Linked DNA regions of Arachis hypogaea: region 1 is linked to region 2. The links are chromatin contacts, called in public Hi-C maps. All regions are on one chromosome and are shown on one strand. The core of a region is the stretch at or near the end of the contact, and the rest is flanking DNA. Distances in the headings are between cores, read along the strand shown. Region 1 holds the start of LOC112796906 (delta-1-pyrroline-5-carboxylate synthase). Region 2 has its middle 8.1 kb from the start of LOC112796905.

Region 1 (4,296 bases), core at 1,598-4,097, 140 kb before region 2:
TAATAACAGAAATTTTTGGTAACAATAATATTTTTTATAAATACAAATTATAATTTATTATTTGTTTGTTAAAAACTTGGAAATTTCTTTTACTAAATATCTTAATAAAATTAATCATAAATATCTCTTACTCGCTCATTCTCTCATAGTTTTGCAATTTCTTTTACGATTTTAAATTTAAATCTTCTTTATTGTTTTGCAGAAGTCCTTCATACCACTATTTATTTATTAAATATGCATGTGGTCTGTCATTTGTGGATAGCAGGAGATTCTGTCTGACAAACAAAGAGTGGCTGATGTTTGGGGAAGATAAAATTTTGAGTAAATATTTAAATTAATTTATAGATAATTTATTTTTTAATTATATTTTATAATTTTAAAAGTTTTTAAACAAATCCGTCTTTTGATAAAAGAATGACTTATTTATTTTATAATAAAATTTATTAAGTGTTTAATATTTAACATGTTTGTTAAAAAAATTATTAAATGATAGAAAGATTAATTTTCTGACAATAATAAATTTAAAAAATTTTAAAATAATAAAAATTTATTAAAAACTTAAATATCAAATTTAAAATTTTGATGATTCACTTCAATAAAATGAATATGCTTTCGAGACTTTTAATTCGCATCAAGAGATCTGCCAACCAGGAGATTGGTAAGACATGATAATAAAAAATAAAATATATTAAATTTAAATCACCTTTATTTTATTTTTGATTTTGAAAGAATAAAAAAATTTAGAAAAAAAAATAATAGCTTCATGATAAAAGGGTGATGTATCAACAGATAGATAAAGATTTGTAATATAGTGGTACGTTTTACGAAGGATAGCAACTACAAATTTTAGCCCTCAGAAGACTAATTTAGGATAAGGTCCAAAAGAGGGGGACTACTTTAGGATGGGTAACTTTTCTTTTTCTGTTTTCTTTTTTCCTTGTTATAAATTTCCGTTAATAAATCAAATGATATTTGTACACTAAAATTAATTATTAATATATTTATGTATAAATATATATGTAATTTAATTTATTTTTAATATATATTTATATTTTAATATATATTTTAATATTAATAACTAATTTTGATAACTAATTTTAATGCACACGTACCATAATTCTATAAATAATGCTATAACATCTATGAAAAGAAGTAATATTATAACAAGAAAAATGAAAAATAAGGATCAGTAAACATAAAGTAATATTGTATATCAATTCATATATATATATATATATATATATATATATATATATATTGATTTGATATACAATCCTTTTAAAAATTAGAATGAAATGAAGTTTACAGCCATACGTATTTCAGAAATAAAATTAGGAAAAGTCTAGGGGTCAGCAGTTTTGTTGAATTTTGGCCAGCATTTAACCAGCAAAAAAATGTGAGTCATTGGATGAAATCTCACACCAATCTCACACCATCAAATCATCATTGATGTCTAGTTGATGGCTAACAATCACAAAAATTGTTGGCCCCTAACATTGCTCATAAAATTATGTATCAACTAAATGGCGAAACATGATAAATATGCAAAATATAACTTCTTGAATCAATGACATAATCCAAAAATTTTCTTACATAACATAATTACATATAGCCCATGATAGATTGAAGGACACTTTGATCATGACATTTCAAGGCATAACATATTCCGTTAGCTGCTAATAGTATGGTGAACTAAGAACAACTCTTGGTGGAACCACACTATGGGTTCAATAATCTCATCGTTTCTCCCCAAATACCAAATATCCAGATTAAATAACCCAAAACACAGTTTTAGGAGCCATCGTGACGAAAAACGCAACGAATAAAAAAGAAATCAAATTAAAAACCAATTTGGAGTTGAGACGGGCAACATTTACAAGGTTTTCTGTGAACTATATACAAAGCAGGGGACAAACAATGCAGATTTCTTTCTAAAAAATAATAATAACAAATAAAAATAGAAAAAAAAATCCATCCCCCGGGAGAATAAAATAAAAATACAAAGACAGTAGGGATGAACTAGTGATAATGGTTTTCAAGCTACTTCGCGTTTTAAACAAAATAAATAGCAAAACAGAGAAATTTAAAAAAATATATAATACCAAATACCAAAAATAAAACTCATGATAAGTGCACAATTGTTCTGTATATATGTATAAGGTCTATATTTTCAAATTTCATGGCCGTTCTGTAACCAAAAAAAAAAAAATGGTTGTCAATAGAATTCATTTGTTTGGGCTAACAAATAATAACTAACCTTAACGATGAGGCGCTTGACATCCTTCAAGAAAGCTCGAGAAGGATCCAAGGTGACTGATTCAGGTTCTATGTATGCCGTCGGCGAGTTCAAGTAAGCCGGCCCATTCGAAAGGCGCCACTCCGTCGAGTTGCCCAAAAACACGTTGAAACCATTTTTGACGGGAGGCTGCATCTTTGTGTATGTTATCTGGTTCTGATACCTTAGACAAATGAAGCTCCAATTAATTTGGAATACAAGCTAAGGTGCTGTTTTCTGAAAGCACTTGGTTCTGGTTTTTAACGATTGGGTATTTATATATGCATACATTATTCATACGTATATACAGACATGTTTGTTAAAGAATGCTAAACCGAATTTTATTTGTTGTTATGTGGTTTCCGTGTGCTACTAAGATTAATCATTGTTATATAAAATACAAAGTTTAATTTACTACTCTTGAGTCTTGACAAGTACTTAATTTCCTTCCGGTTCAAGTGATCAATTATATGATACAAATGCTTTATTTTAAGCTTATTATTACTACACATGTTTACGCCGCCTCCCATAAGTTCATAAGACATATATTTCGGGAATAATATATAATATATGTTTCAATGTACTAAAAGTATATATATATATATATGTGCCAAAAAAAATTTTCTTAAATATTAATTTATATGTGTACTACATAGCTTTCGGTTAGTATATTTGATTTTATTTTATATAGGTTAGAATTAAAATTGATGTTATATATTGCCAATATTTTCTAAATTCAAAAACTATATCATAAGCAAATATATAATTGATTATAATTAAGATTGTCAAAATGGGTCAAGTTTATTAAATATTCATTTACTTTAACTCATGATAATAATAAAAAAATCTTCTATCAAGTCATAAATTGAGTCTAATAAAATTATTTTGGTTATAATTTCGGCTTATATATTAATTTTACTTTTATAATTTTTTCAATCAACAAATAGATAACACAATTTTCGTTATCTTTGCATATTCTTTAAATTTTATTATGATATCAGAACTCGATTTTGAACTCTGTTGACAGTTATGGATAAACCAATCAATCCAGATCCCAAAACTCCATCAACCCCTCCTACAATGAATAATCATTCTTCTATAAATGTTGTTGTTGTCCCTTTACCTCTCTACTTTGTTCTAGGTCAAAGAGAAAGGGCACACCAGCAACTTCATCAGAGCCTCCTTTGACTCTCTCGTTAGCCCAGCACTCTTTTCTTATGGCACTTCTAAGAAAGGCTAAAACTCATTTTTTAGATCGCAAAACAGAAATAACCATTCTTCTAATAAAAAAACTCGTCTTTCAAACCAACTTGGACTTTTGCCAAATCCAACTACTTATTATCTTTGTTCTTTCAGTACTTTTTCTATTGTTAATAATTTTTCAAATCAAAATTCAACTCTAATGTCAAAGTTGTCCATTCCGATAATGGACCAGAATTCATTTTACATGATTTTTATGATTCAAAGGGCATCATTCATCAACGTAATTGTGCTGATACTCCTCAACAAAATGGAAGGGTAGAACGCAAGCATCAACATATTTTGAATATAGTTTTTGCTCTTATATTTCAATCTAACTTACCATTATCTTTTTGGTCTTATGCTCTTAAACATGGTGTTTATTTGTTTAATAGAGTTCCATCATCTGCAATTAATTTTAAAACACCATTTAAGATTTTATTTAATCATCCACCAACTTATCATGACTTTAAAATTTTTGGATACTTATGTTTTATTTCTACCCTAATGGCAAATAGATCAAAATTTGATCCAAGAGCCAAAAAGACTATGTTTATTGGTTTTGAACATGATTTTAAAGGATAAATTATTTATGTTTTAGAAGATAAAAGAATTGAGATCTCTAGAAATTTAATTTTTTATGAAATGATCTTGCCCTTAGTCACAAAAAATGTCCAATTTCATACACCCAGCCCAACATTGCCAGACACACCTTGTCAAAAATAAGATTTAGTTAGTCTTCCAGTTAAACCTTATCCATGCCCATTGACCCACTTCCATCT
Region 2 (3,770 bases), core at 15-2,514:
AGAAACAGAGCGGCACCAGAAAGTAAAAACCACGGAGAAAAGAGGAGTTCCCTTTCAGAAATGAAGAGTTTTTTCCTTTAGAAAAAAGAAACGGACGAGGGAAATGGAACAAAAGCAGGTACGGTTTCAAAAGAAAGCAAAAAGACACAACTAACCCTAGGCACAATGAAGACTCACAGGGGCAAGAAAGAGAAAAAACCCTCTCGCAATAAATGCCCCCTTGGAAAAACAAACTAATAAATCACGCCTCGAAGAACGCAACGGGCGCAGCAGACACGGAAAGGTCATGTCAAGACCAAAAATGGTCAGACAAATCTTTCACCAAACAAAACCGAGAGGCCGACTTCGTCACCGAACGGACACTCGAGAAAGACTGGAGACGCACTGAAAAACGCCTCACCTCCTAGCGACAAACCGACCTTGCTCGCTCTCCCGCTGGGGGGCAACTGTTACGGATCCGGCCCACGGATCCCGGACCCGAGACCGGACCCGAACCCGGCTCCTCGGACCAACCCGTCTCCCCCTTCCGAAAGGCCCAAAACCGGCCCTAAGGAGCTCCTAACCAACTTTCAAACTCAAACATCTCCCTTATCTTAAACCAAATAAGATAAGATAAGACAGGTCCCCATCTCCTATAAATAAAAGGACCCAAGTCCCCTTCAGGTATTCATTCATCCCTCACACTCCCTACCTCTTGGATCCATTCTGACTTGAGCGTCGGAGTGTCTTTGCAGGTATCTCCCCTCCGCTCCGCTTGGACTGTCCGACATCCATCTCGACCCGCAGGTTCCCGATTCCCCTCCTGAACCGTATCAGAGACGTTCTGTACATTACCAATTTATTTCAAATATTTATATTCATTCTTAAAATTTTATTAGAAAAACACACATTATCCAAATACATGCGTAATACAACATATATTTTTTCAAAAATTTTGAATCAATTATTTTCTTCTGTAAACATGCACAACAATATAATAGTAATAACTAATGTTGGTTTCGGCCATATAAAAAACTCTACACATAGATACAACAGTTTATTTTTTTTGTCGATACACTATACTTTATCCACTTCTCCCTAAACCCACTATCAAGTTTTACAAGCACAATCCATATACAGAATTGTATACATATAAAGGAGCCCACTCCCAATGACAAAAAAGAAAAAATAAAGAACAGAGCCCATTACTTTCCTAGACACATTACGGGATTTGCACGGTAGCTCTTTCGCTCCCTAGCCGTGGCTCCATCAAGCAAGCCCGACAAGCTGCAGAGATCTCAAACAAGCCTGTCCCCTGTAAGGAGCGCCGTGCCACTTGTCACTCAATTCTTGAATCTGTATCATTAACATCTGTACCATATAATTGGTCGAAATCTACTTAATATACTAAAATTGGATTTTCCCCCAACTACTAAATATGACGTGTCGATCTCTTATACTTCCGTTTTTCCTAAACGAATAATTTTTTTTCTATTCTAAATTATTTTATTGTAATTATATTATAATTAATACTAAATGAATAATATATATATATATATATATATAAAATTATACTAATTTAGCAACATATCTTCGTTATAATTATATCAAATCAATATTTAATGCACTATTAAACTACTTATCAATTATCAATTAAAAATACTTTTAATAATTTTAATGATAATAATAATATCAATAATAGTAATAATAATAATAATAATAATAATAATAATAATAATAATAATAAATCTTTGTTATCCGATTCACGTATATCAAATAATTTTTCTAAATTATTTTATAAAAAATATCTTTAATATAATTATTTTGTATTTAATATTTAATGAATAATATATAATTATACTAATTTAAAAACATACTTTTATTATAATTGTATCAAATCAAAATTTAATGCACCATTAAACTATTTATCAATTCTCAATTAAAAATACTTTTATTCATCTTAATGATAATAATAATATCAATAATAGTAATACTAATAATAAAAAATTTTGTTACCCGTGATACGATGAAATTAATATATAATTATACTAATTTAGGAACATATATTCATCATAATTGTATCAAATCAATATTTAATGCATTATTAAAAAATTACCTTAATAATAGATAATTTACATATTTATTTTTGTTTTACTAAAGTCTATATATAGTATTTTCCTGTGGTACATGAATCTAAATTTGAGAGTCAATTCATAATTTTATATTTAGTGTTTTTTTATTTTTTTTACTACTTCATAGAATAAGAATGTATTCTTCGTTTTTTTATTGAAGTTGATCCTTTTAAGGTACAATTTCTAATTTTTTATAATATTTTTCATATACTCATTCTATTATATTATCTTTTTGATAATTTTTTATTTGTTGTTACTCTAAGTTATTCTTATCGTCTAATGTTCCAGTTCGATTGTCTTTTGTCACAATCATTTACAATGCATCACATCCATGAAATACCTCATCGAGTTGTCTTCACTGATTCGAATTCCAACTACATGGATGTAAGCGTTCAAAGAAGAGACAATAGTCTCTACTTTACCGAAGGATGGTTGGATCTACTCACCTATTATGACCAACCCAATGGAATGTGGTTAAAGTTAGATTTCTTAGGAGGAGCTCGATTTTTGATTGAGGAATTGCATCCACGGAACTTTATAAGGCAAGTTCAAGTTCCATCCCCTCCATACTTTTTACGTCTGCCCAAAAATCTTTGAAGTGGAGAACATAATGAAATTGAATTCTCTCAGTTTCAGTTTAGTTTTGCTAAATTCGTGACAAATTCAAATATGCAATTTCAACGATTGGTAATATATTTAAATTTTTTTAGTTTAAGCTGTTCATTATTATAATAATTTTTTAACATATTTTGATTTTTTTCAGAAATTACCAGCTGTCTTTTGCATGCATGCAATACCATTGAGGGGAATAAGAGTTAGTTTGATTTCTCAGTGTGGCAATTCTATACTTTGCCGCATTGCATGGATAGCGGATGATGAAACTTATCTAACAAGAGGATGGTCTGATTTTGCATGAATTCTAAATATTGAAACTTACGATGTTATTTCAGTTGGTTGTCGTTACAAGAATGATTCTATACTATACGTGACTAAGGACTAGAATAGGTTCAATATTGTTTAGGTAATTTGGTTTTACTATTAGTATTTGATTAAATTATAATTATAGAATTTTAAATTATTGCCTCAATTTATATATTACGATTATTTTTTGTGGATGTGCTATTTTTGAATAATTTAATAAAATGAAATAGTATCAGATATTATTAAGTTTATTTTTATCCTTTATTTTTTTATTTGTATTTTCATTATATTTGACAAAAAATGAACCTACACATATATTAAATCGTTGACCTAAAGACAATTTATTTGCCAATAAAAACAAATTTTATTTATAATTGGAATAAAATTTATTTGCCAATAATCGGTGGATAAAATTAAAATTACACCCGTGTCATATAATTATAATTGATTAATTGGTATAAAATGAAATTATACCCTACCATGAGTAATAATCTAAATAATTATATCTTAACAAAATATAATTTGAAATCATTTATAAACAATTATCTTAACAAAAATAATTATTTAATAATTGATTTAAAAATCAATGTAAAAAATAATTATTAATAATAGTATTATTAACTGGGTAAATAATATAATTTCAAATTATTACTTGATATATAAATAATATATGGAAATCTATTGAGTAAATCAATAATTTTGCACCTTAATAATTTGACAATTATTACTCAATTAACC

The links. A called contact is a pair of places that touch in the nucleus more often than the background predicts.
Region 1: a Hi-C map of an unstated tissue shows a contact between it and region 2, with 5 times the contacts expected there. The contact joins the promoter of LOC112796906 here to the enhancer-like site in region 2. A contact is called at or near these places in 3 of 8 Hi-C or Micro-C datasets (leaf and an unstated tissue).

What each region holds. Positions count from the first base shown.
Region 1 is chr4:83,119,645-83,123,940 of arahy.Tifrunner.gnm2.J5K5, reverse strand. LOC112796906 (delta-1-pyrroline-5-carboxylate synthase) reads right to left here and starts at 2,847. Exons shown (of 20, transcript XM_025839585.3): 1 at 2,258-2,847. The coding sequence starts at 2,431.
Region 2 is chr4:82,973,810-82,977,579 of arahy.Tifrunner.gnm2.J5K5, reverse strand. No RefSeq gene overlaps it. Among protein-coding and RNA genes, the nearest start is that of LOC112796905, 8.1 kb to the right of the region's middle. Within about 2 kb of position 1,264, at least 2 of the 3 cell types and tissues checked have open chromatin away from gene starts, as enhancers often do.